Linked DNA regions of Anas platyrhynchos: region 2 is linked to region 1. The links are chromatin contacts, called in public Hi-C maps. All regions are on one chromosome and are shown on one strand. The core of a region is the stretch at or near the end of the contact, and the rest is flanking DNA. Distances in the headings are between cores, read along the strand shown.

Region 1 (3,116 bases), core at 300-2,799:
AGTCCATTTGCTAGGAGCGGAGGAAAGAAATGGTTTCTGATATATCCAAATACATAAAATGTGAAAATGAGAGTGCAGAGAAGAAGCTAACTCTTGGGAAGATAAAGGTTGGCAGCAATATACGGCCTGCAGTTACCCTTTGCCTACTCCAAAACCTCAATTCTGCAAGTAAATGGAAGCACAGAAAACCAGAACCAGAAAACTACTATGCTTTAAAAGTAGCAATCCTCACTCAATCATCCCAAAATGCAGAGCAGGGCTAGGATGTTTTGCAAGAAAAGCTATAACCCCATCTTTATGTGCAGGAAGGTGTCTCAATGACAAGGGACCCACGTCACCAGGCTCCCCATCAGCTCTGCAAGCACTCCCAGACACAGGGCCCTAATTCTCAAACCTTCACTAACCCCCTGGCTCTAATTCTTGCCTCCATAAGAGCTCTGGTTCCCAGAAGCATCCCCATCAGCCATCAGGCAGGAGTGCTGCAGCTCCAGGGGCTTAGGCACAGGAATTCAGTTTTCCTTTCCTCTGAGGCTGAGAAATGCCTCCTGCCACCTGGATATCCTGCCAGTAGCACATGCAGAGTCCAGAGGGGAAGGTTTTGGGGACCCTCCCTGAGTTATGACCTGCTACTGGGCTGCTCGCAGAGAAAGGAGAGCAGTTACTCGCAAGCCATTTTATGCACAATTTATGCCAATACTTTGCATCATAAAAAAGTGGTTTGCTTCTTGTGCTGCAGAGAACAAGAATGTTGAGTATCCTGCCATGCCTCCTACTTTGTGAAGCAAAAAAAGCAGGGAAGAGGTAAAGGGTTTAATCAGCCTCCAATTCATTTTTATTGTTAGCAGATGCTTCAACTTGCTAGTTCTCGGAGGCTGCTTCAGTCTCTGCTTTGCCATCGCCCAAATACCAAATACATTGTCAGCACTGACAACTACAGAAACGCTGCTGGCAGACACCAGAGATGCTGTAGCACAGAGCAGCACAGCTCCCGGCCCTGTTAGTGCTCGGACACGGCTGTTTGCAGGGGAAAGCCAAGGAGGCCTGGGATGAAGAAGGAGCAGGTGCCAGCAGCAAAGGGGTGCTGGGAGGGGCTCTTCAGAGGACTGTAGGGAGAAGCTGAAATGATTTCCCTGCTCTCCCTGAGCCCACTTGTTCCTCCTGGTGCTGCAGGGCACTTACCTTGTGCTTGCTGTACCAGGGGCCGGAGAGGGGCCCCTCAAAGAACACATTTTGCTCCGAAACGGGGAGGATGCCCATGTCCCTGCCCTCAGCCCCCTGTCACGCCAGCGGGGACAGGTGGCCGGCAGCAGAGGCGAGCAGGACGAGGACGTGGCACTCGCTTCCTGGTGTGGGTAAGGCTGTGCCTGTGGGTCACCCTGCACCCAGGGGCACGCAGCGTGACCGAGGGCAACAGGAGACCCTCAGCTGGGGAAGATTTACATCAGGGTGCGTAGGAGAGGAAGGGGAATTGGTCAGCAGGTTTTGCTGCTCCTTCCCAGGGCATTCAGGTGCCTTTTTTCTTTTTTTTTTTTAATTTATTTTATTTATTTTCCTCCCTCTCTGACTTCCCCAATGCCCCACCCTGCTCTTAAAAGGCAGCCTGGGAATTTAACTCCTTCAAATCAATGCCTAAATTTCATGACCAAATTGTTCACTCCTCACAGATAGCTTACCAGAGCTGGAAGTTGTTGTTTCCATATTCATATAGTCACTTGCATAAATTCTTATTTCTGTCATGCATTCTTTGCTCGTAGACATTTCCTGAATAGCTTCTTTGCAGAGATTTCAGGCAATGGGTTTGTTTTCAATCTGTGGCTTTATCCATTCATTCAGTTAGTTTTGATTTAATCACTTAAGCTCTCCTGAGGAAAACAACCAGAAAAGCTCCTTAAATGGGAGATTAGGAGCTAGTCAGATAGGAGCTTGGCTGAGTTACACTGGGGGACAGAAATGGGCTTCTAAAGAAACACAGAAAGCAAAAATTAAGCCATCACATCTTCAGGCTCTGGACAGGATAACTTCTTGTTTATCTAGAGAGCTCATGTGATCCTCTACCTTCTATCTGAAGCACTGGGATGTTGGTCAGCTGGACTTGAAAATGTCCAAAGCCCTGAAAATTTCTGTAAGAGACGAGGCTTGGGGGGCAGTTCTTGTACCACCTGCTACAGCAGACAGTTTTGTCCTGCTGTTAGGTAGAAGAAATTGGATTGATTCTTGGTTCCAGTGTGCCTGATGGTCCTACCATCAGCGAGATGCATGAGGAGAGAAGAGAACAAGACAGCAAGCAGCAGAGGAGGCTGGGGAGTGAGCTTCCAGCAGACAAGGAGGTATTATACCTAATGGACATAAGCAGCAGCAAAGTTGACTGCAGAGAGACAAATGAGGATACAGACTCTCAGTATGATTAATTTATTTGAAAATGGAAGGAACATGTAATTACAGGAAAGAAACTGAAGTTAAATCAACGCTCTCCTGCTTTGCTATATAAACAATACCTGTGTTAGCTACAGGGATGTTATTTGGATTCAGCCAGAGGTGAACTGGGATATGGGAGAGGCTGAGGTGGCAAGGTCAGTCATCTTCAGTCAGATGATGATATAACACCCCAAAATAGGAAACTTTGCCTTATAACAAGAAATGTTTTGTTCGTGTGTGTGGTCCAACTTGAAGTACCAGTTTCTCTGATCACAACTCCAGTGAGTCCTCTGTAAATACTGGAGCTAGCTGAAGCCACATATACATAGGTATACTGAAAAAAAAAAAAAAAAAAAGCTCCAATATTTCATGGCTATGTAAATTGCTGCAGACTATTTTTACAGTGTTGCGTAATTATTCTCTGGAGTCTAAGCTTACATTTAAAAAAAAAAAAGTTTCTAGGCAATTTGGGTTATGGTTGCAAAAAAAAATCTAAAAAAAAATCTTTAAAGTGGAACTGGAGTGTAAACTGCCGCAGTGATATTTGCCCAGTCTAGAGAGAGTTGAAACAATAGCTCAGAGGGAAGTGTGAATGGACCCATTCTTCTAACTGGAGCGCTAAACTGGAAGTCTGCTGACAATTTAAGTGTCAACATCAGCTACTTCAAGGCGGATCATTTTAGCAGAAACACCAGGCTAAT
Region 2 (3,505 bases), core at 820-3,319, 68 kb before region 1:
AAGGATTTGTAACAGTAACTTATCAGTTGTAATCTTCTTTATCTCTAAGAAGCACATAGTTCGTTTTTCACCTCAGAGCAGTGGCTGCTGTAACAGTCCTTACACAGAAAATCACAAATTTTTCCTTTTTGTGGTCAGATGGCTGATACGTTGTAACTTTCCCGTTCACTGTTTGCCTACAAGCGAGTGCCACCTGGGCCTGTGTGTATAGCAAGGGGGTTTTACCACTTCCTTGGGTCCGTGGCTACAGTGGAATAGAGCTAAGTAGACAGATCTAGCACAGAAAGCAGGTGAGGTGCTTTGGAAAAGCTCTGCGCTGAAATGAAATGCAAATAAAAGGTTGTCTGTTTGTATAATCTTAAATCATAGTAACCGAATCTCTTAAATGGAAAGCATAATAATTTCTCTCTCAATTTTGAGAGAGAGAACTTTTGAAAAGATAGTAGAAGCCTTTCAGATGTAAATGGCTGTTGGTGGGTCAGCGTACGTTTTCTGTTAATAAGTAGGGATATTTTGGTTCCTTAAAACATGAATTTATTTTTGTATGGAAATGCTAGGACTGAGGTTTTCCTCATTTTACAATAGGGTTTATGGATGTTGGTCAAACAGTCATTAAACCTGTAAAGTGTGCAGGGGGCGGGTAAGGGGAGGAAGGTATTTGATTTGGCTGGGGAAGGGGGGCTAGTTAGTTGGGTTTGTTGTGGGTTGGACTTTTTTTCTTTGTCTAATGATAGCCTTAAACTTCCAGCCCTTCTTGAGTTAAGCAGCTTAATAATGAGTTTACAGTAATACATTGTAGTTTAGTAGAAGCATGATACAAATATATACCAGTTGGTAACGTTTACCCTGAAATGATCATGACAAATAAAAATGTAACCGATTTGTGATTCAGGAATCTTCTGTTCAGCTTGGTTCTTTGAAAAACTAAATACGGATCAGTTAACGCTTTTGTCTCTCTAAGTATCAGCCTGTAACTTAGCTCCTACGCTCACAGCTTCGTTTGAAAGAGTCTGAGGTGAATAAATTAGTCTAGGGTGGAGTTTTTTGTTGGAGGAAGGCTTTAGAGTACCTTAACTCTATGAGCACCCTCCCTTAGTGCACCTGATGAAGTGACCATGGCAGGAACACGCCGAGAAGCTGGTCCAGCACCGTTTTGCTTTGCTTTGCCGGTAGATGGCCCCAGAGGAAAAGGCTTGGGGCTCTGCGGGTCCGGGCTTCACATGCTCGCCATGTGACTCCGAGCTCCGCAGCACGTAGGTATGTGGAAATAAAGAACCCCTTAAACATTACAGTCTGGCTGCTCTGATCAAGTTCTCTCATGGTAATAATCCTGGATTTAATGAACCTTTTGAATTGTGAGCTCAATTGAAATATTTCTAGGATCAGAGTTTCCAGAGCTGTGCTTCATGGGAAGAAAGGAGGGGAGGTGATGTTTATATGGCTATTTCCCCCCTTGCCTCCCCCATCTCCTCAGATACATATTTTCTTGCCTCCCTAGACCTCACTTGTACGTGAGAAAGAATGAGGAGAAGCCCCCCACCCAAGCTATCATTTTTGCTTCTTTTCTGCTTGTAGATCTTTTGTTCACTGAATCTTTTTTTTTTTTCTTTTTTCTTTTAAACATCTGGAGTCTTTTTTCTTTTCCTCCTATTGGTAATTTCTGCCAGGTTTTCATTTTGACACTTCCTGTTACTTTTCTTTGATTTCCATTCTCTCTTTCTGATTTATGATCCTCCTCTCTGCTGAGCCAATGAACAGAAACTGGAATCCAAGTGCATCCTGTTCTGTATATCTTGTAATATTGTTACACAGTTGTTTTCCTTTAAGTCGATGATTTATGCCTCAAGACTTCACTCTCCTTGTAAAATGCTCTGCGAGCCCGATAAGTTAAAAATGCTCAAAACTCGCAGCCAAAGTTTGTCAGAAAAACACTGTGACTTTATGTAGCTGCAAGGAAATTTTTATCTGTGGTTGGGATTTCCAGATTCGGAGTGTCTCAAGGGTGACTTAGTCATAAAAACCGTGTCAACACTGGATAATCAAACTGTGGATAATTAAGCCTGTGTTATCTCTTTGTCAGCTGGACACTACGTCTGTGTTCATCATGTTGAATCAGGTGTAGGTTGTGGCACACATCTGTTCTTAGGCTGTATCTCGTTGCAGTTACTACCCTTTGGTTAATTGCCCCAGAGCATCTGGATCGGCTCCCATGAGCTCTGATACACAGGCATTTTCGGGAACCCAGGAAACTCAAACCCAGTGAAAAAAAAACACAACAAACTCATAAACTGTCCGGCTCCCATGCTGTTCTCCAGATAACTCTCTCAAAATGGATGCCAGCACAAACCCCGAGCTCTCATTCCTGGCTTCCAAGAGCTTTTGGAAGCCGAGGGGAAGCACAGAAGGCAATTCTGGCGTTATCTGTAGCACTGAAGAGCTTGACTGCTACTGCCTGGTTGTGTAGCTTTGCATACCGCTCCCCTAGAGCATCTGAACAAATACTGTGCTCGAGATTCACCTGGCAAAGGGTTTTCTCACAGCCTGGACCAGGGTAGTTGCCCGGTACACGAAGAGAGCCGGCAGGGACTAATGGACCCACCAAGCTGAGTGCCTTGCGACTCTGAGATGCGCATACCTCGCCACTGCAGATCCAGAAAATGAGGCTGCAAAGGAGAGCGGTGATTACTGAGGGGAATGAGGTGCTGTGGGACCGCTGCCAGCCCACCGTGTGTTTGTTAAGGAAGTTCAGAGCAGGTCCAGGGCAATGGGTTTGTTTAGCAGCGTGTAAGGACTGGAAGAAGTTACCTGGCAGAAAGGCAGCTGGGGTTGCTGAAACCAAGCTGGGAAAATAATCGGCAGGGTGACATGATGGAGGTGTAAGCCCTGGGGGCTCGTGGCACACACACGCACAGAGGGTAGTCAGATGCAGCAGCACGGTTTGCTTTCAGTGCTCCAAGTCTGGAAGAGCCAGACATGTCAAACGTGATCCGCTCACGTGTTCCTGTGAGGTAGGTAGAAGGAACAGAGCTGGGGGGAGATAAACTACCAGAGGCACATGGCTGAAGTGCTAAGACTGAGAAAAGCGGAAAAGCAATTGCTTTGTTTTATTTCCCCAAAATAAAATGTTTAAAAAAAAAGAAAAGGCAAAGCCCCACAGTCCCCTGCTTCTAAATGCTCTTCCCAGAGGTCAGCAATCCGAACAGTACCTGCAGTTTACCTCTTGCAAATCCAACTCAGCTGTACTAAAACTCTTCTTCGGGAACGTGGGTCTCATCAAATCCCTGCAAGAGGATTGAAAACTGAAATGAGACGTGCTGAAGCCATTTTGTGGCAGCTTTGAAAGTCAGAACCTACTTGTCCCTGGACAAAATAAGATTAACAAGTTCAAGGTAGTTTGTAAAGAAAGCAGGGTGACAAATAGGATAGACAAAACACAGCTTTCATTTATTGCATCGGGCCTTGTCTTGAAGAAAAACAGTACATTTTGTAGAATGAAGAACGCCTA

Evidence for each region. Hi-C and Micro-C count contacts between places; a contact is called where the count stands out from the background.
Region 2: a contact with region 1 is called in a Hi-C map of liver, with 2.5 times the contacts expected there. The contact joins the enhancer-like site here to the promoter of NIPAL2 in region 1. A contact is called at or near these places in 3 of 8 Hi-C or Micro-C datasets (F5 follicle, liver and subcutaneous adipose tissue).

What each region holds. Positions count from the first base shown.
Region 1 is chr2:22,852,988-22,856,103 of IASCAAS_PekinDuck_T2T, reverse strand. It overlaps NIPAL2 (NIPA like domain containing 2), which reads right to left and starts at 1,549. Exons shown (of 12, transcript XR_011807405.1): 1 at 1,180-1,549.
Region 2 is chr2:22,921,190-22,924,694 of IASCAAS_PekinDuck_T2T, reverse strand. It overlaps NIPAL2 (NIPA like domain containing 2), which reads right to left. Exons shown (of 12, transcript XR_011807405.1): 11 at 3,207-3,281; 12 at 2,869-3,001. It overlaps POP1 (POP1 homolog, ribonuclease P/MRP subunit), which reads left to right. Exons shown (of 15, transcript XM_027452507.3): 15 at 1-2,525. Among named protein-coding and RNA genes, the nearest start is that of POP1, 25 kb to the left of the region's middle. Within about 2 kb of position 2,069, at least 3 of the 8 cell types and tissues checked have an H3K27ac peak or open chromatin away from gene starts, as enhancers often do.